Linked DNA regions of Rattus norvegicus: region 2 is linked to region 1. A link is a contact called in public Hi-C data. All regions are on one chromosome and are shown on one strand. The core of a region is the stretch at or near the end of the contact, and the rest is flanking DNA. Distances in the headings are between cores, read along the strand shown.

Region 1 (5,585 bases), core at 2,269-4,768:
TGATGCCTCTGTTCTGCATGGATATTTACATGCAAGTGCAAATCTGAGCAGGGTGAGATGGAGGCAGGGGCTGCTGACGGACACAGACCTTGTGCACTTGACTTGCTATGCGCAAACAGAAGAGACACCATCATGCTAGGGTGCAGTTCAATAGCCACGCTCCTCGGCAGTGAACACATGACGTGGAGTCGAATGGCACAGAGGCTGAGCAGGTAAGTGACCTCAGGGGACCCAGGGAAGTCTCTCTATGTCTCCTGGGGCAGAGGAGACCTAATCACCCTCAAAGGTAGAGGTCAGGGCAGATGATCTACCCAGAGACGAAGTGCCTTGTCTGCTCCTGAGGCCTGCTCGGCTGGGTGTTCCAAGAGGGGATAGTCTGGATCCTTCAAGGCTACAGAAATGCCCCTGACTGGCCAGGCACCTGGTGAAGTAGGCCTCATGACAAAGCTGCCCGACTTGTGGCAGAGCTGCCAAACTCGTGCACTGCAGTGGACAGATGACCAGGGCAGCTCCCTCAGCAGAAACCATCAAGTTGCTCCCCTCTCCCAAGAACGGCAGCTGGGAAAGGCACAGCTGCCAGGGAACCATCACAGCTGCCACCTGGGAAGCACCTGGCCCCACTGCCATTCCGCTCCGTTTTCCCAAGAATGCAAAGATATTTGTGCTTACATATTTCATTTCATTAGTTTACTTGGTTTTGTTTCTTTTGAAATGGGGTCTCCTGTAGCTCCATAGAGGTTTTCAATATTTAATTTTATAATTTCATGTCTATGTATGTAATGTATATGAGTAAACATTTGTGCACTGTATGCATGCAGGGGCAGGAGGCCAAAGAGGGCATCAGATCCCATGGAACTTGACTTACAGGTGGTTGTGAACTGTCTGATGTGGATGCTGGGAATCAAACCTGGGTTACCTATTTTTAAATCCTCACTTACCACATAAGCAAACTGAGGCCCAGAGTGATTAAGAAACTCACTGGTACTCAGGGCCATTCACATACAAACCTTGGGCTACTACTCTGCTTGTCTGTTTGCTGAGACAGGGTCTCTAGCAGCCCACATTGGTATCAAACTCACTGTGTAGCCCAGCAGGTCTCTGAATTGCTGACCTTCCCCGCTGCCACCTCCCAAGTGTAGAGACTGCAGGTGTGATGCTACCACACCCAACAGAGACATTGTTATCTCACAGCCTTCCCCCTTCAGCAAACAAAACTCATTTGAGACATTTTTACTGAGTATGTTACACACCAGGCAGTAACCAGCACTAACTTCAGTGTGAGGCCGACAAGCGTCTGCCAGGTAGCAAGATCAGAACAAGCTGGGAGGGAAGAACAGGTAGAAAAGGAAGTGGGGACCATCCCCACTCAAGAGCACCGGGCAGTGTTGCTAAGACCAGACCTCAGGCAGGGCAGGTAAGATGGCTTGGCGGGGTAAAGTGTCGACCGTGCAAGCCCGATGGCCTGATTTCAAATGGGGGGTCTCACAGGAGGAAACTGACTTTTGAGGGCTGTCCTCTGACCAGTGTGTGACTGATAAGAGTGAGCCCACACTCACATATACACACTCATATACACACATCAAGCACACGCATGCAAATGCAATCGTAAAATTTTAAAGAAACAAGATCGACCTTTATCTGTTGGCAAATGCAGGTATGTGTCTGTGTGCATTTATGTATGCAAATGTACGTATATACTATGTATGTATGCACATGCATACTATGTATGCATGTATGTATGCATATGTGTGTGCAGGACAGCCACTCTTTGCTTTCATTCCTCAGGTACTAACCACCTTTTTGTTGGGCGGCAGGGGTGTGCGCAGGAAATCTGTCACCTCAAACTCACCTATTAAGTTAGGTGGCCTAGGGCCACCTGTGGCCACCTCCCCAGTACTATGGTTACAAGAAAGAACACCCAGCTCATCAGTGTTTTACGCAGGTGCCTGGACGTGAACCCCGCTACTCAAGTTTACATGGCAAGCACTTTACTGACTCAGCCCTCTCCCAGCCTCTGGAGCTAGTGTTTTTTCGGAGTGGAGAAATGAACCTCTTTCTGACATGCTCACGAAGGGAGGTGCGACACTCCACCCAGGACCTTACCCTGACCTCCAACGTATGTTTCATACCTGGACAATGTAGAGACAAGGACAGTACTGGGCCCCTCCTCCGATGCTGATGCCAATCAGGTTCTGAGCATCCTTCTGCAGGGTGACCTTCCCGGGCACAGTGGGGATTCCTCTGGGAAGAGAAGCAAGTGACAGTGAATTCTGGTCAAACGCTGACTGGAAGGAGCAGGGTCCCATGTCCAGAAAAGCTCCAACAACCTATATAAAGTAGCCTCTTCCTTTCTCATCCAGAAAGAGCAATTTGTACCAGAACTGCTCAAGAGTCAGTGGTGGGGTCAAAGCCAGGGTTGCCAAAAATCTGCAGTGAGACTAAACTCCAAGGAAACTTTTTGTAACCTTTCTCAGGTACTTGCAGGACATGACAACCCCCTTCCTTTAGAAGGTTACTCAACTATCTTCCAGCCATCTTCCTGCTCAGACACCCCAGCACTCACAATACAACTTAGGCTGTCTTGTGGTGAACAGGTTCAGATGTCAGCTTGGTTACTGAAGACCAATTTCCTAACAACCAACGGCTACCCACCTCTTATTAAGGACTAACGACACACAAGGCCAGGAGATGGCTCATTCTTTCTAAGGGTCAGACAAATATGATTTCTGATTACTAATCACCTGTGCTGGGAGGAAGGTCTGATGGTGGCATTCCATGCAGCTTTTGCAACCTGGCTCTGTTACCTGCTTTGGAACACCTTCCCAGACCACCCTAGCATTACCTGGATAATGCCTTCAGGGTTCACATGGCCCAAGTCGTGTTATCTGTTAACCTGTCACAACCCCCTACAAGTGATCTACTACTGGGATGTCTGGGACCATTTCTACTCCCGTACACTAAAAAGAAAGAATGTGTGGAGCCAGGGCACCCAAGGACACGAGGGAACTGGGTCCTCAGTTCTCAGGTCTTGGGAAAGAATATACTCACAATTTATCCTCCTCGATGTCATAGTCTAAGTCTGCAAACATGGTTCCGAGAGCTGGGGCCGACTGGCTAACTGCCCAGTTCGGGAGGGGAATAGGAAACTGGGTCTGACGGAGAAAAGAGCACAGGGCTTCAGGGAACTGAAATGCCCAGATGCCAGCCCCAAGCTCCCACCCCTCCCCCACCCGGACAGCCGGCCTCTGGTCCCCTCCCCTCTAGACTGGGAGAGGGAGCCTCAGGCTGGAAGGGCGCGGCGTGGGGGTGTGGGGGTAGGTGATTCTTACTTGGTACAGGGGAGGACCCCAGGCCAGGGCGATGGGCTCGGATTCTGGAGCCCGCCCCACGGTCTCCAGACCCTTGGGAGCCGCTTCAGTCGCTCACCGAGAGAGTCCGTCCCACAGCCAGGCCCGGGCCAGGCTGGCACCTGAACCCACCTGCCGTTCCACCTGGCGGCGACCGCGACTGTCGCGTCACTTCCGGTTGGACGCGGAAGTCCCGCCTCTCCCCTTGGGTATTTGCCCCAATCCCTGCGGGCACCCCTTCTGTCTCTGCTCCGGGACTCTCTGAACCAGGAAAAAGAACAAGTGTTGATGGAAGCTCGCCGTTAGTATGAAAAAAAGGAAAAGGAGGAAAAGGTTTAGACATGCTGGCGGCTCCGGACCCCGCCCTTGTCGTTGCCGCCATCTTGGAGAGGACAGAGCTCTTCCCAGCTTCCTTAGCGACACTCTGGGGACCACTTAGCCGGGCGGTTGCCGGGGCAACGGAAGCATCCTGGGGCTAGTGAAAGTTCAGTGAATTGCAAACCTCAAGACCTTGGTTTTCATATTTTCAATACCGCTTCCTAAGAAAAACCTGTGTCTCCTCCACTACAAAGCTTTAGTTAGTGCTGTAAGGTTCCCGCTAAATCCCAGTCTCACAAAGAAAGAAATTAAGTATCTGAGAAAGGGAGTAACTTTTTTCAGACATAATAACAGTTGGTGTAAGATCCAGATCTTGGCCCTGAGACCCCTTCCGCCAGTCTGGGATCTTTGAACATCTGCGCTAAATTCGGAGCTGTGAATTTTGCCTCTTTCAGATTTGACGTCTTTCCCCCACAAACATTACCATCCAGTAAAAGTTTTTTTGGCAAAGAATCTCTCACACCAAACCTCCTTCCTTAGTCCCAAGGGCCCTGGAGTTCTATTGAAGATACGGCCCCATGTTCCTGAGGCTCAACAAACACCATCAGTGCTTCCCAGCTCGGGAGCTCCAATCTTATCTTCTTACCAACTTCCGGTGCCAATGATTATGTCCAATGGGTTCACTGCAAGAGAATGACCCTCCAGGGACCACGGTGCTAGCAACCACCTCATCTAGGCAGAGTGGGACCGGTGTCCTTCCTCAGCTGGGGGCGGAGTGTGGAGGAGGCACGGAGGCCCCTGGTGCTCATAGATAATCACTAGGGGAACCAGGAATGCTAATCACAGGATTGTCACTTAATGATAAGATATATAACCCGTTTTCTGCCTAGAAGGCTGGGAACAGATGTGGTTAATAGCTGGGTAATAGCTCTGTCTGCATGGTCAAGACCACACTGTATACTTCCCCAACCCTTATCTTGACCTACTTTTCCCAGTAAATCTGTAGACCAAATCTTTATGGAAGATACCACTTGTACTTTACAAAGAGTTTCAATGTAGTCGTGTCTTGAGCTTTGATGTGCACACTATCAAGTTAATTATCACCAGGAAACTTTTTTTATTCATTTATTATATATAAGTACACTGTAGCTGTCTTCAGATACACCAGAAGAGGGCATCGGATCTCTTTACAGATGGTTGTGAGCCACCATGTGGTTGCTGGGAATTGAACTCAGGACCTCTGGAAGAGTAGTTGGGTGCTCTTAACCGCTGAGCCACCTCTCCAGCCCACCAGGAAACTTTTCATTAAATTGTGCTGTGCTTAAATATGCCCCAAATAAACTACACAGGGCTAGGGACTCAAAAGTTTGAACCAATACTGGCTACTGAGTTACTTTGGACCAAACTGCTACCTTGCCTCTCCTGATTGACACCTTGCTTCCTTGGTGTTCACAGAGCCCTCCACAGGGGTGTCACATATCCTAAAGAAGCCCTCCCAAGGCCTGCAGGGAGCTGAGCTAAGTCTCAGCATGACAACCACATCTCCTGTGCTCACTGCTCTGCAACTCAGACCACTGTCAGAGATGCTCATTTTCACCTGGGTGTGAGGCAGAGGTCCTGCCAGCTACTCTGTGTAGGTGGGGAGAGGGCTCTGAGAAGCACCGCCCCAGTGTCAGAGCCACGAGTTGCTTTCCCCAAGCTCTTTTTGCAGCTGGAGTGTTTGGTTTTTGAATTAGGATCTCATGTATCCCAAGCTGACTTCCCGCCTCCGCCTCCTCGGTGGTGTTTGTGGATCTGGGGACCCAACTCTGGGCTTCCTTACCTCCTGCCACCCCCAAAACCCTAGCTCACACTCAGGCCAGCTGACCCCTGGCTGAGGCCTGGCTCACACCAGGGAATTTGAAGCAGGCCAATAGCTAA
Region 2 (5,718 bases), core at 2,692-5,191, 420 kb before region 1:
CCACTGTCCTGTACAACAGGATGCTATTAAGGCCCCCGGAAGATAGAGTAATGGCTCAGAGGTTAAGAGCACTGGCAGCTTCCAGAGGTCCTGAGTTCATATCCAGCAACCACATGGTGGCTCAAAACCATCTGTAATGGAATCTGGTGCCCTCTTCTGGCCTGCAGACATACAGGTAGGCAAACCACTGTATATATATATTTAATAAATAAATAAATAAATAAATAAATCTTAAAAGGACTCTGTACACCATGTTTTGTGTTTCCCTATCCCAGCACTTGCCTGTGATATCCTGCAAAACTGCAGGGAGGGTGAGCTTTGAGTCACGCTCAGACAGTAGTTTTATTAGCAAGTCTTTAGGACAAGTGTCCCATTGAGAGCACCAGGTGCATCTGTGTCACCAGTGTCAGGAAGGAGGTTGGCAGCCCAGTGCATGGAAAACTAGGATCCCAGACTGTTTAGCCCTGGCCTTAGTAGGGCTGCCACCATGATGTTAACTGGGGACTAGGGGCAATGGACTCAGAGTCTTCGGAGCTGGGCAATCCTTGCTTCCTAACTCAGACAGACTTGTAAAGAACTGGCTAGTCTGTGCAAATGTCACGTGGGAAAGGGACAAGGGAACTAGGGTCTGTCATCTCTTGGTATGAAAGATCCAGCAATAGCACCCAGATTTAAGGGCAGGAATGTGGTGGGGTTGAGATCCCAGTTTGTGGTCACAGATGCTGATAGGGTTGTGTGTGTGGACCTGTGTGGATCTGCACCGGGGATGGCAGGGGCGTCTCAGAGCTAGGGATGGCTTTATTATGTATTTTCTAAGTGTGGGCCATGTGTTCAGGTGGGCTCCATGTTGCATTTGGAAAGTTAACTTTGTTCCAGTGCTATCATAGCCCCAAATGGTTTTGGAACCCTTCCTTTGGAACTGTTATCCTTTCAAATGTCACTAACAATGGCAAGTCAATATTTTCTGTGACTCTCCAAAATAAACTTGATTTGGGCCGTGGGCAGATTGTGGGGTGCACACCATTAATCCCAACACTTCCGGGGCAGAAGCAGGCAGATCTCTGTGCGTTTGAAGCCATCTTGTTCTACATAGAGAGCTCCAGGACAGCCAGGACTACACAGCGACTCTGTTCTCAAAGCAACAGCAGATTTATTTTTATTTTATGTGTATGAGTGCTTTGCCATCCCGTATGTCTGTGAACTTTGTAAATGCAATACCAGAAGAGGCCAGAAGAGGGTGGTGGATCCCCTGGAACAATAGCTACAGAGGGTTGTGAGCCATCATTGGGAACTGGGAACCCAGCCCAGATTCTCTGCAAGAGCAAACAAGGACCCTTAATGGCTAAGCCATCTCTCAAGGCCCTGAACTGATTATTTTATTTTATTTTATTTATTTTTGGAGACAGAGTCTCTCTTTGTACCCTGGATGCCTCGGAACTTGAGTAGACCAGGCTAGCCTCTTGATCGCTGAGAGTAAAGGTGTGCCACGATACGCAGCTTGAATTTGATCTTTAAACATGACTGGAGTTAATTATTTGAACAAGTTCTGGAACTAAAATGTAAGTCAGATTGGACAATATCACATGGGACCATTTCACAATGAGGCTGGCTGTCATAGCTCTTGAATAAACACCGACAGTAGTTCCCATGCAGGAATTCAAACTTGACTAATAATATAAACTCCGAGGATGCCCTCCCGCAGTGTTGCCTCTCTACCGAGAGACCACTCATGCCACCCCAAGTCTCCACTCACAGAGTGCAGGTTAGAGAGAGAGGCCGACTTCCGAGGAGGAGTCTTCTTCGGGCTGAATATGCTCCCAAAGAGAGGCATCCCTGACTCAATGAGGAGACACTGGCACTTCTTTCTCCTAAAGTCAGAAAAAAAAAAAGGGACCTCACTTCATTGTTCTCTTACCATGAGAACATCTTACCCCTTGAGGATTACCAATCCTGGCAATACCTTCTGGGAACAGTCATCCCTTTAGACAGAACAGTAAAAGAAGACTTGAAGTCGGGGCTGGGGATTTGGCTCAGTGGTAGAACGCTTGCCTAGCAAGCACAAGGCCCTGGGTTTGGTCCCCAGCTCCGGAAAAAAAAAAAAAAGAAGACTTGAAGTCCTAACAGGTAGGAGCACCCATGTGCTGGGTGCTTCCTGTGTACCAGGAAGTGTGTGCTAAGGTCTTTGCATAATCTCATTTAACTCAACTACTCCTCGACGCGCCCCTCCTATTCACCCCATTTGATTGGTGACATTTGGACAGCCAAGGTCTTCAGTGGGAACAGGCATTGGAACCAAAGTTCGAGTGGCTTCACAGTGATGCTAACCTCAGGCAACTCTGTCACCCGTTGGCATCGTGTGGCGCACGGGAGGATATTTCTACTATTCCTGTCAGACAGTAAGAGCAGCACCAGGAACGCTAACTTCTGCATAGACGTCATTCTAAAGCCATGAAGCGATACTCGGATTTCACTCCCGGATCGAGAGTGGTACTTATAACTCAGTCCGTGTGTCAAGTCACCTGACTTGGTGAGGTCTTAAGGAGAGAGCCAGCCCAGGATGGCGCTGACAATGACACTCAGCACACTAGTTTTAATCACAGCACAAAACCCCCCTCATAAAATCCGTAACATCACGTAGGCTCGGGAAAGAGGCCAGCTTTTAAGTAAAACAAGTAAAGAGAAGTCATAAAACCACAAGGCTTCATGGCAGGTTTTGTTTTTTCAACGTGTGTGCTTCTGTGCTGTATGCGTGCATATGTGCGGGGGTATGCGTGTGCTTTATGAATACGTATGTGTGTAAGATGCAGGGTCTGGACGGGGACATCGGGTGTCCTCTTGGATTCCCTTTGGACGGGGTATCTCACTGAACCTGGAGCTACACTGGTGACCAGCAAGTACCAGCAGACCTGTCTCTGCCGCCAGCAGTCCTAGAATTGCACGTGTCAGAGTCCTTAGCAAGCTTTTGACCGAGACGTTGGGGGACTTGAATCCAGGTCCTCATGCTTGAGCAGTAAGTACCCACATTCACTGAGCCTTTCCCCCAGGCCCCCTCACAGACTCTTTAAACACACACACACCCTTCAAGGCACAGGACATATTAGTGCCCAGAAAGATGCTCCCATATCAGCAGCTGCAAGACCTCTGGATGGCTGGATAGGCGATTCTGCTGAGATCCTAGGATTCTTTAGTGAAGCTCTCTCATAGAGGACCCAGGGCCAAGAAAGTTAAGGGCTTGTACCTGGTTTCCAACCAACACTGTTGCTCACCCTCCGAGCGTCGTGCCTTGTGTCTGCGGATTCCTGGAACTAGAATTACTGGCGTTTGTGAGTTGGGGATCGAATTCGGATTCTCTGCAACAACAACCGGTTCTCTGTGTCTCAGAGCCATCCCTCCATCCCTTGAGTCCCTTATAATCACAAAGAACAGCACCAAGCTCGCAGGTTAAGAGTGCTTTCATGTTTACAAATTACTGGGACATCAGATGCTCAGCACGACCCTGGGAAGTAGATCGACTTGTCTCCCTTTTCAGGAAACTGCACTTATTGTGCGAAGCTTTAGTTTGCATCGGGCTATAAAACACATTATCTTCCTTCTGACAAAAAAAATTAAAGGAAGCATCTTTGGTTTTCACTGGATTCTCAAAGGGAACGTGTCTCGAAAAAGTTAAGAGCCAGCCAGTCTCGCGTCTGCAGGCTCACGGGCCACAGCACCTAAGAGTTCAGTACCGGTTAGAAGACCTTCAAAGGATGGGTCAAAACACCATCTCCGAGTCACCGTCGCAAGATGCACCAGGGGAGCACGCCACCACCGGGCCTGCCCGCTATCCTCTCCAGGGGTACCCAGGCATCCCACCCACCACGACTGATACGGGTATCCGCACGCTGCTCCCAGATGTACCTGTGTGCAAAGCCAGAGTCCAGAGCTAGCCCTCAGGGTTCTGCAAGGATCCGCCCAGGCCGCGTCAACTGCCGCGACCGCGATTGGCTGGCACCCGGCTCCCCATCGTGCGCACGCGCGGCTTCTCTGGTTTCTACCACTGAGGACAGAGGGAAAACCACCTCCGAGACGAGCCTCCGAGAAGCAGCGAGGTCCCCTGAGTCTCCCTCGGGTTCATGAATAGAGGAAAGCCTCGAGCACGTCTTCTGGAGATACACACAAAGCCTTGTGGCATAGGCCGGGAGAGGCGTGCCCCCTAAACGTGTTGGTCTGGTCCCCGGGTCGCCGCTGTCGCCATAGTAACCGTGTACACTGGCAACAAGGCAGGCTGAGAGCTGCTTTGTTGTGTTAAAGGAGTACGTGGTAACCCTGGCTGGACTCATAGTAGCAAAATGGCCCGACCTGCGACTCCCCCGCCCCGGCCACAAAGCAAACCGCGCCCCTTCCCGGCGGTTTGGGGTCGCGGATGCCGGCGGCCATCCGGAGCTTGGTCGGGTCGCCCGAGGGGCGGGTGGCGGAACTCGCCCTGAGGCTTTGGGATTCTGCCGAAGCTTTCAGGTAAGACAAGCACGACGACTCCCTGCCAATAGCAAACTGGCTCCTGCCAGGCCTGCCTCCTCCACACTCCCACAAGCAAGGGAAACTGAGGTTCAGGGAAGGTCGCCTAGTGAACAAGGGGCAGAGAAACTGGAGAGTCAGTTCTAAGGGCCGGTATTGTAGCTCAGTTCGGTAAATGAAGAAATGGGCCATTCAGAAGGCGTTTCCTATCTGCCTAGTGGGTGCACGAGGTCATCCCAGCCATAAATGACAGGGATGAGCGTTCTATGCCTCCAAACAGTTTTCCTCCACCTTCGTCACACAGCATTCGAAGAGAGAATTCCACATCAAAACCCACCATATCTGGTGTAGCAATCACTACAGAAACACAAAGCAGAGCACGTTTGTAAATTGCGATCATTCTAGCAGTTTTTGGATGTTGAATGCAGAGCCTTGTGCACGCTGATTCCGGTGATATCCTTGAAGCACCTTTCATATTTTGAGATAAGGTCTCACTGGATACTCCTATCTCATCCTCCTGCCTCAGCCTCTCAGTGCTGGAATTACAGACACACACCCAGCCTGGCTTCAGACCCCTACTCTTTTGTTTTGCTTCATTTGTTTGAGATTTGAGACTGGGGCTCACCATGTAGTTCTGGCTGGTCTCCAACTTAAAAAGACCCTCCTGCCTCTGTCTCCAGAGAGCTCAGATTAAAGGCTAGGGCTACCATACCCAGCCCTGTGCTTTTAAAGGTCAATTCAAAACAGATAAAATTAACTTGAGTATTATTGCATTTAACTGGGTTTGTCCAAAACATGATTAAACAAATATCTTAAATTTTACCACATGTTTGTTTTTAATTTTAAAAGAAATTTTACCTTCTTCAGTCACGCTAGCCAAACTTAAGGACTTTGTTTCCCTGTGTGACTAGTGGCAATGGGCCTGGGCAGCGTCCAAGGAGCGCCTTTCCAACCTTGTTGTCCTCTGTCTGGGTGGCGTTTCTTCTCCCCTTCAACCAGTTAACTCCTTCTCTTCCTTCTCACCTTGATCTCTGTAACTAGGTCAAAACAAACTGTTGCAGCAGTCCAGAGGCAGCAGCAGGAGGATCTCTGTAAGTTGTAGGCCAGCCTGGTCTACATAGCAAGTGCCAGGCCAGCCAGGGCTACGTGGTGAGACGCTGCCTCAAAACAAGAAACAAAGCCACATTGCCATCTCATAATCCTGTTCTTCTTTGGGAGCAGTAG

What was found. Hi-C and Micro-C count contacts between places; a contact is called where the count stands out from the background.
Region 2: a contact with region 1 is called in a Hi-C map of liver, with 2.7 times the contacts expected there. The contact joins the promoter of Cby1 here to the promoter of Pick1 in region 1. A contact is called at or near these places in 9 of 12 Hi-C or Micro-C datasets (the A7r5 cell line, the Rat2 cell line, frontal cortex and 5 more) and 1 of 1 datasets of contacts at active chromatin or transcription factors (oligodendrocytes).

Annotation. Positions count from the first base shown.
Region 1 is chr7:112,675,478-112,681,062 of GRCr8, reverse strand. Pick1 (protein interacting with PRKCA 1) reads right to left here and starts at 3,518. Exons shown (of 13, transcript NM_053460.2): 1 at 3,330-3,518; 2 at 3,049-3,152; 3 at 2,130-2,241. The coding sequence starts at 3,089. LOC134479937 (a long non-coding RNA gene) reads left to right here and starts at 1,124. Exons shown (of 2, transcript XR_010053884.1): 1 at 1,124-1,414; 2 at 1,943-4,178.
Region 2 is chr7:113,095,535-113,101,252 of GRCr8, reverse strand. Cby1 (chibby 1, beta catenin antagonist) reads right to left here and starts at 3,941. Exons shown (of 5, transcript NM_145676.2): 1 at 3,898-3,941; 2 at 1,754-1,868. The coding sequence starts at 1,831. Fam227a (family with sequence similarity 227, member A) reads left to right here and starts at 4,385. Exons shown (of 18, transcript NM_001130581.3): 1 at 4,385-4,494. LOC134479938 (a long non-coding RNA gene) reads left to right here. Exons shown (of 2, transcript XR_010053885.1): 2 at 1-237.